Regions from separate parts of the Mus musculus genome. Here region 2 is linked to region 1. The links are chromatin contacts, called in public promoter capture Hi-C maps. All regions are on one chromosome and are shown on one strand. The core of a region is the stretch at or near the end of the contact, and the rest is flanking DNA. Distances in the headings are between cores, read along the strand shown.

The links. Promoter capture Hi-C pulls out the DNA fragments that hold promoters and counts their contacts.
Region 2: a contact with region 1 is called in a promoter capture Hi-C map of stem cell-derived epiblast-like cells, with 2.4 times the contacts expected there. The contact joins the enhancer-like site here to the promoter of Mns1 in region 1. A contact is called at or near these places in 10 of 39 promoter capture datasets (the 3T3-L1 cell line, the C10 cell line, cranial neural crest and 7 more), 3 of 115 datasets of contacts at active chromatin or transcription factors (double positive thymocytes, large pre-B cells and memory CD8 T cells) and 1 of 9 other capture datasets (embryonic stem cells).

What each region holds. Positions count from the first base shown.
Region 1 is chr9:72,435,399-72,440,845 of GRCm38.p6, forward strand. It overlaps Mns1 (meiosis-specific nuclear structural protein 1), which reads left to right and starts at 3,131. Exons shown (of 10, transcript NM_008613.3): 1 at 3,131-3,281; 2 at 3,842-4,063. The coding sequence starts at 3,279.
Region 2 is chr9:71,914,001-71,919,447 of GRCm38.p6, forward strand. It overlaps Tcf12 (transcription factor 12), which reads right to left. Exons shown (of 21, transcript NM_011544.3): 8 at 3,005-3,057. Among named protein-coding and RNA genes, the nearest start is that of Cgnl1, 150 kb to the left of the region's middle. Within about 2 kb of position 2,076, at least 53 of the 459 cell types and tissues checked have an H3K27ac peak or open chromatin away from gene starts, as enhancers often do. A contact at or near this core is called in stem cell-derived epiblast-like cells, where this site is marked.

The sequences.
Region 1 (5,447 bases), core at 1,881-4,380:
AAGTCCATGTGCAGAAGATCATGGTTAGACTGCAGTCACCCACCAGCTTGAATATCAACTGAAACTGGGCTAGAGATCCAGATGTGCCTGAAATCGAGATGGTACTAGACACAAAATTAAGAAATGTTTTAAAATGTGGGAAGGAGCAAGGCTTTTGGTTGGGGAGGGGCAAATACTACACGATCGCCCGTTTACACAGGAAACCAAAGCAAAAGCAGACAAACAGCCAGCAGAGGAAGAACTAATGCGGCGATTCTCAACCTTCCTGATGCTGGGGCCCTTGAATACACTTCCTCATGCTGTGGTGACCCCCGACCATAAAATAGTTTTGGTTGCTGTTTCATAACTGTAATTTTGCTACTGATGAATTGTAAGTATCTGTGTTTTCCAGTGGTCTTAGAGGTCAAGCCATTGGCTAAGAACCACTTTATTAACGGAATCAGAATATAGATATAGCCTGTAAAACAGTGCCCTTTGGGGGGAACAATGTTCAAATTACGCATCTGACAAGACGTTGAGAACTAGATGTGTGTCTGTTTTGGGTTTTTTGTTTGTTTGTTTTTGTCTTTTTTTTTTTTCACCTTGGACAAACTAGAGCCACTTCGGATAAGGGAGTCTCTACTGAGGAGTTGTGTCTATCACATTGGCCTGTCTGTAGACCATCCCTAGTAGGTGGGCCTGGGGTATAGAGAAAAAGTCAGTAAGGCAGCCAGTAGCGGTCCTCCTTGGTCACTGCTTCAGTCCCCGCCTCAAGTTCTGCCCTGTGAGTTCCAGCCTTGGCTTTCCAACAGGACTGACTATAACCAGTAAGCCAAACACTCCTTTACTTCCTCAACTTGCTTTTAGTCAGAGTGTTTTTATCACAGCAACAGAGACCAAACTTGGATTATACAGAACTTCAAAAATCAATAGCATATATACAAAACCTGATTTAAAAATAGGCAATGGAGCTGGGCATGGTGGCACACACCTTTAATCCCAGCACTCAGGAGGCAGAGGGAGGCGGATTTCTGAGTTAGAGGCCAGCCTAGTCTACAAAGTGAGTTCCAGGACAGCCAGAGCTATACAGAGAAACCCTGTCTCGAAAAACAAAACAAAACAAAAAATGGCAATGGGCCTAAGCAGTCACTTCTAACAACAATAAATAATAAAAGATAATATGAATAAAATGAAAAACAAACAATAAAAGAGGCCACCGTTAAAATGTATCCCTTTCAACATCACTAATGAATAATGATCCAGGACACAAAAGCCAAACCTGCAATGAGTAGATATCACTTCACCCCAGCAAGAATAGTTTTCAAAAATATTAAAAATAAAAAACATTGTTGGGAGTACTGAGAAAAGGGAACACATGTATGCTGTTGGTGGAATGTGAATAAGTGTGGCCATTATAGAATACTAGACTAAGGTCCCCCAGAGTTAAAATAGAACTACTGCCTCCTCCCCCCCCACCGTAATCTATATATCCACAGGATATGGAATCCGCATGCGGAAGGCCTCTGAATGCACACGTTAGTTGCAGCTCCATTTACAGTAGTCAAGTCCTGGTTATATCCTGTGTCCATCAGTGAATAAATGGACAGAAGAATAAGATTCAACCACAGGGAAAAACAAAGTCTTACCATTTCTGACAGTGTGGATGGAACTGGAGAGATCAGCTGAAATAATAATGGTGCTACAGATATTGCTCTGCCAGAGTGGGGCTGGGGAGATGGCTCAACGGTTTGGAGCGCCGCCTATTCCTGCAGATTACCCGGAGTTTGGGAACCAGCACCCACATGACAGCTCCAGTAACCTACCTCCAGGAATTTCTAACTCCAGTTCTAGGGGAGCTGATAACATCTTCTGGTCTTTGTGGGCATCAGGCACATAATGGCGCATAGACACTTTATTTACGTAAAGTTAAATCTCAAAAAGTTCTTAAGAAAAAAAGATAAAGTATGATTGTGAAAACACGTAGAGTCTTTAACAATGTTGATTTCACAGAAACTGTAAGCAGATTGGTGATGACAGGGGCTAGGGCAGGGGGAAATGGCGAAGGGCTAGACTGCAGTTAGCAAAATATAGTCAGAAGTACAGGGGTGCACAGCCAGGTGGGGGTGTAGGATGGTAATATGCTGTACATTACAAAAAAAAACCACACAGAGGAAAAGATTGTTTAACCCTAAAGAAATATTTTGATGTTTACTGATTTAAATATTATACAATGCACCAGGATGTTCCATGATATTCCACAAGACACAATTTTTGGTTTTAATGTATTAGCTAAAATTTAAAGTTACACAAACCACATTCTTAGTAGAGTTCCAAGGGATTGTTAGCTGCATCCTAAGTCCAAGAATGCTTTGCATTATATGCTTTGCCCCACAGTCAGTTTCATATATGATTTATTTTTGGTTTTTTGTTTTTTTTGAGACAGAGTTTCTCTGTATAGACCTGGCTGTCCTGGCTCTGTAGACCAGGCTGGCCTCGATCTCAGAAATCTGCCTGCCAAGTGCTGGGATTAAAGGCGTGCGGTGACTATTATCATTATTGTTACTAATGAATATGGGGGGGGGGGTCTAGACCACAGTGGGTGGTGCCATCCCTCGGCACGTGGTCCTGGCCTTAGAGAGCACTGGGATTGCAAGTATGCATCCACACCTGTTCCGTTCCGTTTTCACGTGCTCTCCAGTCTCACACTCCGCTAGCGATCCAGTGGCTTCTGTTCCAGGTAAGTAAATAGGTCTCGTCCGTGTCTCTAAGTTCTCAAAATATTTCATCTCTAAAATGAGTGTATCAGGGATGGAGCAATGGCTCGGTAGGGGGCCCTGCTGCTCTTTTGGAGGGCCCAGCACCCACGTTAGGCAACTTGCTACCGACTGAGGATGGTAGAGGGGCACCATCCCTCAGTCCACTGCAGTGACAAGTCCGAGCTTATTGGGGTTCCTTGGGGCTTTAGCTGGGCTCCAGACCGCAGAGATTAGCTCCCTTCGGATGTAAACGGCTCCCGCTAGGGCAAAGCGTCCGAACTTCGCGCTTTTGGCTTGGTCCTATGGAAGGAGCGCTCCTGCCTGGCAACGAAGACTCTCCGTGCTGATTGGATATTGTGCCAGCCAATGGGAGGCCGCGTCCCTCTTGGGCGGGCGGTGCATTTTTGGCGGTTGCCGGGACACAGCTTAAACTTAACCCAGCGTGCACAGGTATCCGCTGCCGTGGCTGCTGCTCCGGAAGACGCGTTTGCAACTGAGGCAGAGACCCATCCTGCCGGAGGAGGAGGTTTAAAGCCAACCGAGATGGTAAGCAGCTCGGAGGCCGGGGGAAGGGTCGGTCAGGGACTTTCAAACTGTTTATTTGTAGTCTTGAGCTCTCTGAAATACAATTTGAAGTGCGTAATCCGAGAGGTCAGTGAGAAACTTCGATTTGCTTACTAGAAGGTTCTGGGTTTTTTTTTTTTTTTTTTTCCAGGAACACTCCAGGCATTTCTGCACCTTTCCCCCTCTCATCGAAATAGATACATCTTTAAATCTGCTCTGTTGTGGGTGGGGGGAAAGGCAACTCTCTGGTGGTAAAGCTGCAGCTGGAGAGCATCCGCATCGCACTCACTGACGCTGTTGAATTTTAATTTAACTTTTCCTGCTTCCACTACAAAACAGGGACTATTAGTAGTACTCAATCAGTACGCCGTTAAGTTTACATTATCATATTTAAATATTAATTAGTATATCCTGAATTAAAGCCAAAGACCTTTTATACTGTTACCTATTTTATAGTGTTTATTATAGGGATTTTCAGCAGTATCTTTTTGAAAGAAGAATATTGAATTCTGTGTATTTCCCTTTCCCCCTCGCACTTGTAGGCGACCAAAAAGAGAGCTTTGAGCTTTAGTGAAAAGCATCAGAAGTTAGTAGATGAAAAATTCCGCAAATCATTGAACATACAAGTCATGAATAAGTTAGAGAGGCAAGCCAAGAACCAAGTGGTGCAAAATGAAAACGACGAGAAGGTGGAACGCCAGAGGTTCCTCAGAGTGCTGCAGAATGAGCAGTTTGAGCTCGACATGGAAGAAGCCATCCAAAAAGTAAGTTGCAATGTCCTTGTTAGTTTTCTTTCCTTGGAAAAGGTGAAAGATGGCTGTCAGCCCTGCCTGGAGTTGAGGAAATACAGAGAGCTGGGAACTGACTGAATCCTTTGGAGTCCTGGTTATTTTAGCTGAAGAACGTGGTGTCAGTTGGTCAGTTTGCATGCTTTTAACAACGAGCAAATCGAAAGACTTTAGAATAGCATTTGGCAAGAATATCCATTTTTGTTTTTAAACATAAGCATGAAATCCGTAATTGTTAACATCACAGTTTTGTTTATGTGAGTGCAACCGTGTTGCCTTCTCTACATTTCTAATAAGAAATTTAAGAAATTCCTTCCTTTCTAAAAATTCATGACGTTAAACATAGACACTATTAAAGTGGTAGGAGATGGACATATGTGTGAGATGTACACTTACTCATATTTTTAATTTTTGAAGAATTCAGTTATTGAATGCGTGTGTTTACATCCTGCTCTGCTGGCTAAATCTATCATGAGTATTTCTAAATATTTTTTAGGAGATTGCAGTAGAAGAGGAAACAGACAGGAAGTGAGACAAGTGAATTTTCTCCTAAGTGTGAAAAGAACGTCCCCTGTTTTGTTGTGTTTTGAGCACTAGCGTGCGGTTATGTCCAGGATTTTGAGGGTGGATCTGGAAATAGCAAAAGAAAGGCTTAAAAGTGTGTCGGCTTCCTTCTGTCCTAAGTTCCAGTAGCATAGACCTGACCCTTTAATTCTGAACAGGAAAACCCTGGCCTCCCATCTTTTTATTCTTATTATGTCTTTAAGGAAACTCCCATATACCCTAACTCTGCCTAGCAACCATTGGTCTATCTGATGAAGTGGGGATGTTTTCTTTCGAGTGTTGTTCTGATGTCATCTTCTCATGATAGATGCCTCTAAGCAAAATTCTGTACTATGCTGAAATCTGTCCTTAGCGTTGGCTTCTTTTAATCAGGACCAGGCAAGGTTCATACAGCGTATATAGTTTTTATGGCCAATGTTTTGTTAATATGAACTTCATCGATGCATCCTTTATTAACTTCCTGTGTTTAACCTAATGAAGATATCAGGCCTGTTATCTTCTAGATGCGTGTGGTTTTATATCTGTCTGGTTTCTTTGGTGTGTGCCTTTATCTTTCCCATAGTCTCAAAAGGCAGTTAGCCAGGAAGACTTGATTAGATTGCAGTTCATCTTATACTGGGGAGGAAATAGTGACTTTTTTAATGAACTTGTTTCTGCATATGTTGGGATTATTTTAAAGTTTTGTCCTCTTTGATTTTTTATTTTCTCTTTAAAAATATGTCTTTTTTTTTTTTTAAATATCTTTATGGGGCGGGAGCAATGGCTCATCAGTTAATAGCACTTGTTACTTTTGCAG
Region 2 (5,447 bases), core at 826-3,325, 520 kb before region 1:
ACAGTTTTTAAGCTGTTCTTATGGCCCTCCATATAAATTGGGGTAGATTAGTGCAAAGGTCAAGGAGAATGGTGTTATAGTAAAATGGATGTCTTTGTTCCTCATACTTAGAGAAGTCCTGCAAACAAAGTGACATGGAGACTGAAGGGATCCTACTAAACACACTTCCTTTTGTAAATTCAAGAAAGGTTGCCAGGGGAAATAGTTGCCCCAATCCCTGCCCTATGTCCCAAACTCTCTTCTACTTTCTATCTTAGCAATGATCTCCTACCAAGGAAAAACAGGTATACACAGCTGGTGTTCAGAGATTAGGGAAGGGAGGCTAAGGAACCCTCAAGGGTAAGGAAATGGCCGCCATGCTGAAGTACCTTGCACACCCTTTGAACTCTGTTCAGTCCCAACAGACTCCAGTCACTGCAAGCCCAGACACTGGAGGTCTGTGCTCAGAGCAGACCTCCCTATGGCCACGTGTACTGAATACTGTCCTCTGCTTCTATCCTGAGGTAAGGGGTAAAGGGAGGAGGAATGCTTCAGTACATTTACAAAAGCTGAGTCTACTACAGAATCTAGGGAAGCTTCACTTCTAAATTTAGACAAAACATTGGTTTTCACACTTCTGTTCTTTTTACCTGTTGGCCCATTTGAAATCTGAACATTTGGCTAAATTTTTAGTTTTGGAAGTATGATACTCATTATTCAAATCATCATGAAACAGAACATGTACATTCATGGTCTTTTTTTGCTCTCACTTCTTTTATGATTCTCAACATCAAAGATTTGCAAAACTGTATATTCATTATAAGCAGTCAAATAGAAAAATATAATTTTCTTTATTTATTGTTTTATTTAGACAGGGTCTTGCAAGACAGCCCAGGCTGGCATAGAATATACAGCAATCCTGTTTTAGTCTCCCAAGTGTTGAGATTATAAGCATATACACTACCATGCTCACTGGTATACACAGACATATATGCGTGTGCGTGTGCGTCTGAGAGAGGGTTTCACTACACAGCCTTATTTGGCCTGGAATTCCCTATGAAGACCAGGCTGGCCCCCAACTCATATATATAACTCTCTCTGACTGTAATTAAAGGTGTATACCAAAGAAGCTGGAGAAATATAATACTTAAGAAAGCTTGTCTTAAAAATTTCCTAATCATTCTAAAGGTTCATCAAAATTCAGTAGTTTTTCCTTTCCTGAACACAAAACAATACAGAGAAACTATCTTAAAGTAATAAGTGATGTTATATTTAAAAATGTAAGGACAAAGGGCTTTCTCTGCAAAGTGTCTTTTCAGGCTCCTCTATCCATTTAGCTCAGTTGTTTTAAAAAATGAAGTAACTATGAAATACTGACAATTAACCTTATTTCTTAAAACTAATGCCAGACCAAGAATAAATGTGGGAATCTTTTTACTTATTAGTTTGTTTTTAAAGCTGTATGGTTCTGCTAATATTAATATGTAATCTAACTTACTATTTTCACAGAATTATAGTATTATAAGAAATCACACTGCTCCATGTTTTTGCAGTACTGTCTACATGAGTATGATTTCTGTTAGGTTATACTGTCTACCTATCTTTGTACAGCACATAACTTTTAAAATGTAAATCGTACAACTATTTTTAGCTGCTGCTGAAATTCCTGTCTTCAGGAATAATGATTTGAGGCATTGTTCATTTTGTTTATCAAGCAGCTATTCAGCCTCTAGTGGGACCATGTGCTTAAGCAAGCAAAAGCGTTTAGGATGCTTGCAGCTGCAATTCAACCTTCCAGGTAGGCTGCAGGTTCAGAGTACAGCTGCCCTATGCTTTATAAAACTCAGATCCATCTGGAATTGAGTTTCAAAGATTTCAATTCGACTTTTCAGAAAAAGGGGGCAGGACATAACAGAGATGGAATGCAAACAACCAAAAGATGATTTCTGTCCTTTACCCTTTAAAAAAAAATAAAAAGCTCAGGCCCATGCTGCCCCTTCTAGATTGCTACTTGTCAAGCAGGGCATTCCATTCAGTCCAAACTCTGATGAGCTGTGACTCATCTGGCAGCACCTGCGCCCATGTGTTAAGTATTGCCCAATAAAAGCCTAGCATCCATTTACACAACAAAGAATGTAGCCTTCAAGGCACAGGGCCTCAATCTAACAGTCTCGCTGAGCATTTGTTCTACACAGAGAGAAGAAAGAAAACCCTTTCCCTTCTCACCAGAGGTTTTTAAAGTATGGGTGGATTAATAATGTAAGTTTATCTACAAATACTTCTACTGCTTCAAAGAGCAAGGATATTAAGAGCACAAACACTCCTACAGTATTAGGTTACTATAGCCATTAATGATTGTTTTACCAACCTCTCCCAGCCTCCTGCATCAAAGCTCTTTATTCTCAAAGGATACATTTTTGAGAAAGTAGGGAATCAACAAACTAGTTGCGTGAAAGCTTTCCTGATGTTAGCCTGAAGTTGGGAAAGGCTTAATGAAGGCTTTAAAATCCACAAGGGCTTCAGAATGAACGTCTGACTTGGTGATTTATGCATATTAATAACCTCAGTCCTACTGAGGCAAGCTGAGCCGAACATGTCCTCCGAATCTTAATGTCTTTAGCTCCATTGGGATTATTACAAATGTAAATTTCTAAGATTCTCAGCTATTAATCTCTGTCTGTCCTCCTGTTCAGCAACATAATGACTAATTAAACATCAAAAGACCTGCAGAGGAGATCTTCTTTGACAGCTACAGGCCTAGTCTTCTTCCCAAGAGGGGAATTCAAATGACAGAGACAGGGAGTGACAGCATATGAGTAAGCTACAAATCACTGCACAGAAAACAAAAAGCTGAACCTTAAGTGTGGATTTATCTCAATCAATGATTTTGTTAAAGCAATGAACAGTTACTATGTAAAGTATGCCCACTGGCACCAATTGAATCCATTCTTGTAACAAGTAAATACTCAATACTTGACATCAATTTATTGAACATCAAATTAAAACAAAAGAAGAGAATACTTACAGAAGAAGGTAGGCCAGGAGGCACCTTTCTTACTTTCTTCGCTTGTAAAGGATCTGAACATGGAAAACAAAATGTTTCATTAGCATTTACATTAGGGGAAAAATCCAGACTTCCAATGAACAGGAAACTCCCCCAGACCCCCATGGTTTCTCTTTTCCTAATACTGCACCTGAGCCTGGGAAGACAAGAATGACAGTCCTGGCTCTTCTTCTAAGTTTGAAAGGTAACAATAAATGGAGTAAAGCAAGAAGAAAAGCACACCAATACCACAAAAAGTGAAGGAGAAAGAACACCTTTAGAGCCTGTTATGCCAGGAGCGTTTAAAGACGTCACACATGTCAGTTCACTTGAGGTGAAACTCTGTGCAACAGGCCAACAGCACACTTTCTTAACAGACAAACTGTATCAGATGAAGAGCTAGGCTTAAAGGGATATTTAAAAAACTTAAGCAACGACGATGACGACGACGACAGCAACAACAAAAACCCCTTAATAACATCAAATGCTGTATTACAAATACTATGTATAAAATTTGAAATAAAATTTAAGGAATGAAAACTAAGGTTACAATAACATCATGACATGCTATACAAGCGATGGAATAAAGCCAAGATACACATCTAGTATTATGGCATTTACTTTGGTAATATGTGAGTAAAACTGGAACTTCAGCACTAAGGTACAATTGGGACTTTTATTCCTTTCCAGGAAATGAACACACAGAGAAAGTATATCTCTTATTTTGCTTTAAAGTGCTTGTGTGTGAGTGTATGTGTGAGCGCACACAAACATGTACATGTGGATGTGTGAGCGCAGGTGAATGTTTAAGTACAGGTACCTGTGGACACTAAGTCCAGAAGAGGATGCTGAACTTTCTGGAGCTTGAATTTCATACAGATGGTTATAAGCTGCCACATGGTGTGAGACTACATTTGGTTCCTTTGCAAGAGCAGTATACTCTCGTATCTGCTGAGCTCATAGCTCTAGATCCAAAGAATTTGGAAGATAAATTAATATAAATGAACAGAAAATTTTCATTTGCCTAACTTGGTATTCTAATTTTCCTTGTGTATAAAATTTATAACTTTTCTAAATTATCTTTTTAAAAAGTGATACACACAGCTTTTCAACCATACACAAATAAATAATGGGTCAAATTCAGGATTTTCAGAAGCATTCACTGTTAGGGAATACTGATGTAAAATAAACTCCATATTTTTTAAAACTTCAAAACATGAGAATAAAAAAAGCATTTAAATGATACTACACAATAAAACATGATTTTATAAAGATTGAAACATTTAAATTTGGTCTGTGAATTCTGTAGAAGGGAAAAAAAGCAATTTTGTAAGCAGCATGTGGAAAAATATTATACAATAAACAGGGCAAAAGGCATTCATCAGAGCATGGATAGCCCTTCCCCAAGAGGTGTCCTACATTTGCTTAAAACAGAAGTGCCAAACATAAACAAGATCTGGCATACTCTGTATTTGTAAAACTTACAGCAAAACTTTTGTTCTTGGTAAGTCATTTCAACTAATTCCTTGAGCAAAAGCTATACTTTATATAAAATCAAGGAAATAGCTTCTATGCTTGGAGTTATCTGGATATTTTTCTTTTGTATCTTATCATTAGCCATATACTATCACCAGTCTGGGATTCAAAGTCTAGTTTGGGGACCCTGCAAACTGTGATGGAGAGTAAGCTGGTGGCATTCAGTTCAGAAGCTTTAAGTGCCTGGCCAGGTTACTTTAACCTCCTCCTGTTTCAGCACCTTTAGTTGCATGCTCCTCTCATAAGTATCATAATCTATGGTAACACATGAAATATGTTCATTGCATCACCTAACATTTGTGATACTTTGATGTTTAGAATGTATGCCATAGGGGTATATGTATGCCTGCATGTGTATGTACCACATGTAGGCAGTGCCCATGGGGGCGAGATGAGAAGATGCCATAAGACTGAAATAATAGAAAGTTGTGAGCCACCCTATGGGTGCTGGGCTGAGCTATCTCTCCTGTCCCACACTAAAGTACTTTTAGCTTTTATGTAGACCAAAACCAATTAAAATTAGCTAGTTACTGCTCTTCAGAACATTTCCTAAAGCATTTAAATTGTTTTAGCTCTCTAAAGTTCTTGTAAGCACTCACATTTTACCAGACACTCCAATGTGAATGAGATGCTAAGATTGAGAAGAGCAATAGGCAATAATTTACTAACTGATATCTACACAGAAAATGGAAGGCCTCTTCTGAGCATCAAGAGAAACACCACAGGCTGTAATCCATTTTGTCTCCTTATTTATAATCTAATGTTAACATTATAACTTCAGAGTTTTGAAAAGACAGAGAAGAGAAGCAATAGTATCTATAAATCATAGTCAAATTGAAACTTGTATTTTAAGCCTGGATTTTAATGTATCCCTATTCTTTTCTAGTTA